Regions from separate parts of the Gossypium hirsutum genome. Here region 2 is linked to region 1. The links are chromatin contacts, called in public Hi-C maps. All regions are on one chromosome and are shown on one strand. Each heading gives the region's core, a stretch centred on a gene start, on an enhancer-like site or on the middle of the called end of the contact. The rest is flanking DNA. Distances are from core to core; before and after follow the strand shown. Region 1 holds the start of LOC107944256. Region 2 holds the start of LOC121219876 (putative gamma-glutamylcyclotransferase At3g02910).

The links. Hi-C and Micro-C count contacts between places; a contact is called where the count stands out from the background.
Region 2: a Hi-C map of leaf shows a contact between it and region 1, with 2.2 times the contacts expected there. The contact joins the promoter of LOC121219876 here to the promoter of LOC107944256 in region 1. A contact is called at or near these places in 3 of 34 Hi-C or Micro-C datasets (all in leaf).

What each region holds. Positions count from the first base shown.
Region 1 is chrD08:56,188,175-56,192,006 of Gossypium_hirsutum_v2.1, forward strand. LOC107944256 reads right to left here and starts at 2,231. Exons shown (of 3, transcript XM_016878077.2): 1 at 372-2,231; 2 at 117-289; 3 at 1-35. The coding sequence starts at 899. It overlaps LOC107944255, which reads right to left. Exons shown (of 5, transcript XM_041098486.1): 5 at 2,600-2,866.
Region 2 is chrD08:56,345,424-56,349,255 of Gossypium_hirsutum_v2.1, forward strand. LOC121219876 (putative gamma-glutamylcyclotransferase At3g02910) reads left to right here and starts at 2,068. Exons shown (of 1, transcript XM_041098489.1): 1 at 2,068-3,049. The coding sequence starts at 2,469. The coding sequence ends at 2,969.

The sequences.
Region 1 (3,832 bases), core at 981-3,480:
CCCACAGAAAGTTGGCGTAAGATCCCAGCACCATGCTGCAAATTATACCCAAGTTCAGGTTAATTAGCTGAAAATATATTCAAGTATGGAGCCTTGAGAAAATGAAGCATAATTACCAGTCATCAGGAGAAGCAGTGACGGCTCGGTCGAAGTAAGACTTAGCACGGCTCTCGTCTCTGTGTCGTTCCCAGATTAGGTCCCCATACAAAGACAAAACTTCCCCATCTCCGGGGCTGGCTAAGATAGCTCTCCCGTAATACTCCTCTGCTCTCTCCATATCCTTTTCCACCTGCAAAACCATAATGCAATATCCATCAGATTTTCAAAAGATAAAAACTTTTCTATGTATTATTGATGTCAAACTTTTTTACCTCGTGTAAGAACCTGCCGTAGTTTCTCAAAAGAAGTGGATCACCGGGGTTTAGTTTCAACATTTCACGATAATAATCGCCCATCTTCCTCTTATCACCGTACGGATCATCTCCGTTATCACCGCCGATTTTCCCGCCAGTTCCAAATCCATCACCGGAAAATCCAATTTCTTCCATCGAGATCCCGAATTCCGTTCGGAATCCGCCGTCTATTTCATAATCCGACACATACTCCTCCTCCGGTATCCCCGCCGTAAAACACCGAGATCCACCAGGAACCCGAGTCTCCGACTTGATAATATCAGTCTCAGACAAAGCTCGCCTTATTTGCGCGCGAGATTCCTTTGGCTTCCGTTTATCCATAGGGAAATGCAACGATACTATCGGAGAGCTAAGAGAGAAGCCAGATCTCTCACCGGGGAAAACTGCACCGAAAGAGCTTTGACGAGAAAGAGAAAGCTTGGGAGAACCGGGCAGAGCTGATGAGGTGACCGGAAGTGAACCCGCTCTCAAGATAGCAGCTTTCATAACTGGAAGAGCTTTTGATTCTCGACTTTGTTTTGTCAAACTTTGTAGTGTCAGTTAGAGATTAGGCCTTTGGAGGGGGAAGCTTTGCATTAATATAGATAAGTAGGAGCCGTTAGATGTGGTGACGGTAGTTGACTTGAAGAGAATGAGATGGGGACAAGTGTAAATAGGAGCGTGAGCTTAGGCATGAGCGTGGCGTCGGCTTTGGTGAAGACTGGAACACTTTTTTATATCTTTTTATGGGGTCACGTTAAAAGGATGATTAAGAAAGGTCGTGCTGCCACCTGTTAGAGCAAGTAACTTCGGGTTGGGACCCGCATGCAATTGTACGGATTTCCGAATAAAGTGATATTTAAAAATTAATTAATAATAACTCATAAAATTTTAAATAAAAAATAGATTAAATTATAAACAAAATAAAATTTAATCAAGTAAATACATCATATTAATAATATTAAATATACAATAATTATTTATCATAGTATTGTCATCAATATCAAATTAGTGTTGCCAACTAAATTAATAACATTTTAATATATACTATTGATGGATGTAATAAAATGTGCACTATACAATTAAAATATAAATAATATTATATTAAAATAAAATTTTAGTTTAATGATAAAATTAATGTTTTATTGATGTAAATAGCATGTGTTCGGACCCAACTATATGTAAATTTTTATTAGTTTTAAAAAAAATAAAAATACTAAAATAGAAATTTATAAAAATACATTTCCGTAATTAAAATAAGTTTTATTATTTAAGAATATTTTAATATTTTCATTTTAACATAAATCAATAAAAATATGCTTATGCTGAGTCTTGAAACCCCACAAATTAAACTAGTAAAATCTTAGATTACCACTCAACCAAAGTTTTATTTTCATTTTTTTTATACAATTTTATTTTAATACGCACAACATCTTATCTACATCAGCTGTATATATTAATAATGTATTTGATTGAATTTGTGTTATAACTTAACTCGACACTAACTCAAGATTGGTGACAACACAATGATAAACAATTAAATCTTATTTTTTTAATTATAATATTATGCATATTTCACGTGTTATTATTAATTAATTTCAAGACACATGTTTCATTATTTATTGTATGTTATTTTTAAACACGCATTTGTATTCTAAATTTATGATTTTCATACGTATATGAGTGTGATAAGATTTTTAATAGATAAATAAATAAATTTAAGAAATGAGTGAAATAGTTAAAAAGGATATTTACTATAAAAAATAATGTTTTAAAAAAGATTAATTACTTTTAAAGATAATTATTATCATTATTTGATAAATTGATGAGGAGTTCTTAACTCGAAGTGGAATTAAAATATGAAAGGATATTTAAAATATTAAAACCTAAAAGAATTAGATGGATGGCTGTTTGTTTTTTTTGGTTTTAAGAATTTCATTATAGGTCCTAATCCCATCTAATTTTTTTCTACACAATATTTATAGCTATACGTAGTTCTTTCTCAACTCATAAATAAGAGGATGATGCGCTTCAGTACACTCAAACTCATGTCTTCTTACATCGTCAACAATGTCCATATCAATTGAATTAAGACTCAATTGATATATATCCATAAATGAATTCTCTAACATCCTCCGAACCACAAAAATTTAGCTCTTGTAGTAAAATAAAATTGATATATATATATTTAAAAAGGAAAAGAAGGGGAACCACAAATATTTAGTTATTGCATTAAAATAAAATTGATATACATATAAATAAAGGAAAAGGGGATGTTCCCTAAAAGTTCCAAGGATTGGAAGGATTGCAAGTTATGGGCAAAGGCAGCAAATGGATTTGGTTGTTTCTGTGTACCCATGCTGTGTTCTGCAGAAAAGGCTATGAGATAAAAAGTCCCATCTGATCCGAAGTTGAGTTTCGGGGAGAAAAGGGAATTAAAAATTGAAGTGAACAGCTGTTGAGGGCCCCTTCCTCTGAATTTTATTTCGAACAATACTAATTTAGTTACAATCAACAAAGAAAGTGGGAGAAAGGAGTGTTCATTGCTACTGTGACAAAAGAGAAACAGCTTTGACAAGATGCAATGAAACAATCAAAATTTCACAACAATTGGGTCACCAAAGGACTTGAATACCATATGACACAAATAACTCACAAGCTTATGATTGGAAAAATTAATTGGAATTGAACCTAGGAGGATTCATTTGAGTAAGAATTTAAATCTTTTCAATCTGTTCAATTAAATCGAGGTTTAAGGATCCCTTTATTTTCCTTTCAAACAAAACGACGGGGGGTTGTGTTCCAGGTTTTACTTGGGAGCATGTGGGGTCACGTGCGTGGTTTTCTATGGGCTCCGCCTGGGGCGGGTTGCCGGCCCATGTGATTCCCATGAAATGAGATGAGAACTTTGCTGCTTGCTTCACCGCAGGATTGCTACATGATTCTTCGTATTCTATTTCTAGGTGGCATCTCTAACAATTAACTAAATCCTAGATTTATTACACGTGTCTAATATCTATAAACATGCAGCTGCATGAAACTTGTAATTATAATGTGATAAAAGTTTTCTTATTTATTTCTAGGATAGAGGACCATAAAATATAATAATACTAATAAATGAGGAGAAACTCTGAAATTTATATAATTGTACATTCTTTTACATTTTTTTCTACTATTTATATTCTAATAATTTTAACCTTGAATTTATCAATACAATTATTTTTTTCATTCATAAAAAATTTTGAATTAATCTGATATATTTTAATCTTAAATAGTTTGTATGAATTATTTTTTCTTTACTTCGAACTTGACATGCATTATCTACATAAATGGAACATAAAATACAACAATTAAATTATTAAATTATCAATTATAGAAAAAGTTACGAAATGGTGTAAAATCACGTAAGTCTTACACCGGTGTAAGTGGATCCTTCCTTT
Region 2 (3,832 bases), core at 818-3,317, 160 kb after region 1:
GTAATTAATTTCTCAAAATCTGCTTTATTTCTCTGTCGTCTGCAGTTAATCTAATTTAACATTCTTATATGTCTAGAATAGTCAACATTGGTTAGCATTCAGCAAAAGGATGCCCCGAGGGACTTGACGAAGGGCATTTTAACTTTGAATGTGAATTAGTCAACCATATAAAATATATTTTGTTTTCCTATCGGTCAGGCTCTTGAGTTTTTTCAGTCATCTTTAGTTAAGATATTGTGGAAAACAAGGGAAATTAAATAACTTTTAAGTATGCAGGAAAATTTTACCGCAATCCTCCCCGTTTGTGACCGTCACTACTCACTACATGAGTTTTAAAATAACATTAATTCCCTGATTTCTTTGACCATTTTACCATCTATATATTTTCCGCTGCCTCTATTTCCTTTGTCCTCTTAACCCGTTCAACATGTTCTGTTGATTATGTTTGCCAATCATTTCTTTTGATTGATAATCTAACAACTTTAACGAGACATTTACCACTTGTCATGCCAATTATTTCTTTTGATTGATAACCTAACAACTTTAACGAGACATTTACCACTTGTCACGGACATCTCATGTTACATTGATAATTTAACAAGAAATCAATGAAAGACAAATTGATCTATTATGAAATTATATGTGACGTAAGAAGTTAACCCTTATATATACTTTTCCTACTCCTTAACAATGAGCCTCTCTCTCTCTCTACTCATCCTCTTCTTTTGGTGCTTCAACTATTCCTCCCTATCTTCATCTTAGGACTCTTTTCCCTTATTGGATGAATTGTATTTCCTCCATTGTTGGCCTTTCTCCTTCAACTCATATTTTTACCATTATATGAACAATAAATTTAATAATTTACATTTTGGTATCTTGGTCTACAACTTGTTTTTTTTTCTTTTTTGTCTGGGGTCTCCAATTATCCAAGAGTCACATTAAAACTTGAATAAATTAGAAGTCAAATCAAGTTGGATCTTTAAATGGAAGGCAAAATTCTTTTAAAATTATTTTTTCATCTACAAAGCTTGAATCTAAAGATTTTGTTGTTGTTGTTTTTTTATCTAAGTCCTCTCTATATTCAATAGTCACATTAGAATATGACTAAAACTAAAGTCAAGTGGGATTCCTAAAAAGAAGTACAAAGCTCTCCCAAAGATACTTATTCCATCAACTTATTACTTGAACCTACATCTTTAACCATGAATGAAGCTAGCTTTCCGACTATATATTCAAAATCTTGGAGGGGTAGTCTTCGGTAACTTGAACAACAAACCAAAACAAAGAGCTGAAAACTTAATGATGCAGTGTTGTAGGTTTGTAGTATTGTTGCCCTACCATATCATGGCAACCTATATAGAATTTAGGAGAAGTTGATCAGATACAATGCAAGCAAAGCGATAAAGCGTGCGTGGTGTATAAATTAAACCGAGATTACACATAAACCGATGCAATGGAGGGGATATTTGTTTGGGCAGTGTACAATGTACAGGCAAGAATGTACATAGGAACATGCCTTTCTGCACCACCACAGTTGCATCTCTCCATTGTCTCTTTGTATAGTTTGCATCCTCCACCAATCTTTCAATGTGATTACCTTTTTTTTTTTTTATCTTTTGGGTATGTGAGGATGTGGAATTTGATGGAGTTAGGATAATATTAGAGTGCATAAAATATCTAATATATGAGGCGTTGAAATCAAAGCAAATTGTGGGTGAAGTGAAGCAAAGAGGAGGAGAAAGGAAGCCTATCATTTAGTTCACAAATTTTGAGGACTGGAACATGGGATGTAAGGCATGTCATGTGGGGGCATAGAACTTGGAGGTCCCCTTTTGGTATTTGTCCACACAGATAAATTTCACTGTAGCTTCTTTGTTTCATTGGATGTTTCACATCAGACATCTATATCTATCGCTTTCAGTTTCATTTTTTTCTTTTTTAATTCAGTAGCGCATTTTAGGGACTCGTGCCAATTCGAATGGCGACAGACATACGCACACGAATGCTATTTCCTTTTTTCCTTATTAAATAACAATAAATGAATTGGAGTGGGTATCAGGTGAAGCCAAAGTAAGTGGAGAGTGGCGTAGATGGTTCTAATTTAATTAATTAAATTGCCGATCGGAGGTTTTTCTAGATGTTGGATAACGCGCTTTGCCAAGGGACTCAAGAGCACCCAGCATCTTTGGTCAAAACCATCATCTATTTGACTATCCATTGTTTTTTTTTTTTTGCTTAAATCATCTCTCACATTCAAGATTTGAGGTATGAATCTTGGATTGGGCATATTCATAAAAGTTGGGCAGGCTTTTCTTTCCCTAAATGGGTTTTGAATCCTGGATTGGTTTCATTCAAGAGGGCTTTTAGCCCATCGCAATGCCGTCCGAACAAGGAAATAGCGTTTTTTATTCACACTTTTCTCATCTAAACCATCTTCCTTTTTTTCTCTGTTTCGCCCGCCGATCTCCATGGCTGAAGCCAGTAGGACGCTGCTCTTCTGCAATGGAACTTTGAAACAAGGCCATCAAAACCATTTCCTAATGCAAGACCTTATCCGCAAAAAAGACGCTAATTTTTTAGGACCCTATGTGATCCATCAATCCCACCCACTTGTTATAGGCCCACACGGCATCCCCTACCTCATCAACCACCCTGGATGCGGTCATCGAGTGAAGGGCGAGTTGTACCCTGTGTCCGCTCAGGGACTAGTACGAGTGGATGAACTGGAAGGCACCAGTATCGGACACTACGAGCGATTACCCATTCAAGTGTGCGAAGAAGGGAAAGATAGCGTCTTGGTGGCGGCGCAAGGTTATTTCGCTCATCGGAGTTTCGGGGAAAAGTTGTGGGAGAGGAAAGGGAAGGTGGGTTTGGCGGAGTTTGGGGATAAAGAGGGAAAAGAGGATGGGGCTCCAGGAAGCGGTAGTATTCTTCATGATATTGCATCATTTATCACCTCTGATGATTAATTTGCTCCTTTAAAGTGCAGTTTGAATCAAATAAATTGTATGGTTACAATTGGTTTTATACGAAGTTTCTTTGTTTTCTATTCTGTGGAATTAAATTTTATATTTTTGTAATAGTTTTATTATTTTAATAGTATGTTTTTTTTATAATTTTTAAAAGAAATTAAAATATAATTTTATTATCAATAATTTAAAATTTTATAAATTATAAAAAATTTAAATTAAAAACCTACCAGGTTTATTGTAACCAGTGATATCCTTGATTGGTGCTTGGCATCCCCTAAAACCATATTTAATTAACGACCCTTCCAACGTGGATGTTATTATGGACTCGTTTCAAAAAATATATATGTAATGAGGAAGTTACAACAAGTCTCATACAATGAGAAGGAACGAGGTTAACAACATACATGTACTTAAACTAAATCATAATAATAATTTAAATTGCGAGTGAACAAATTTTAAATAGATAATTTATTAAATTAAAAATATTAAATATACTTTAATTGTTTATTACTGTAATATTTGTGTAAGCAATAAAGAAAAGCTCACGTTGGACTTTGATTAGCTTGCTAACGGGAGATTGATTAAAATATTTTATTTCAAAAAATTGAATAATTAAATCGAAATAATTAATAGTTAAATGACCAAATTAGAATCAAATACATATTTGGGTGGCTATTTGTATAGTTTACCCTATAATTTAACTAAATAATATATATTTTGTAACATAATTTATTACATATGTTTACCTACAAAAAAACTCTAATTTTTTAAAAGTATATAATTAAATTTTTTTATTATATTTTATATTTATTTTTAATTTAAAAATAATATAGCCATTAACTAATATATTTCATTTATAA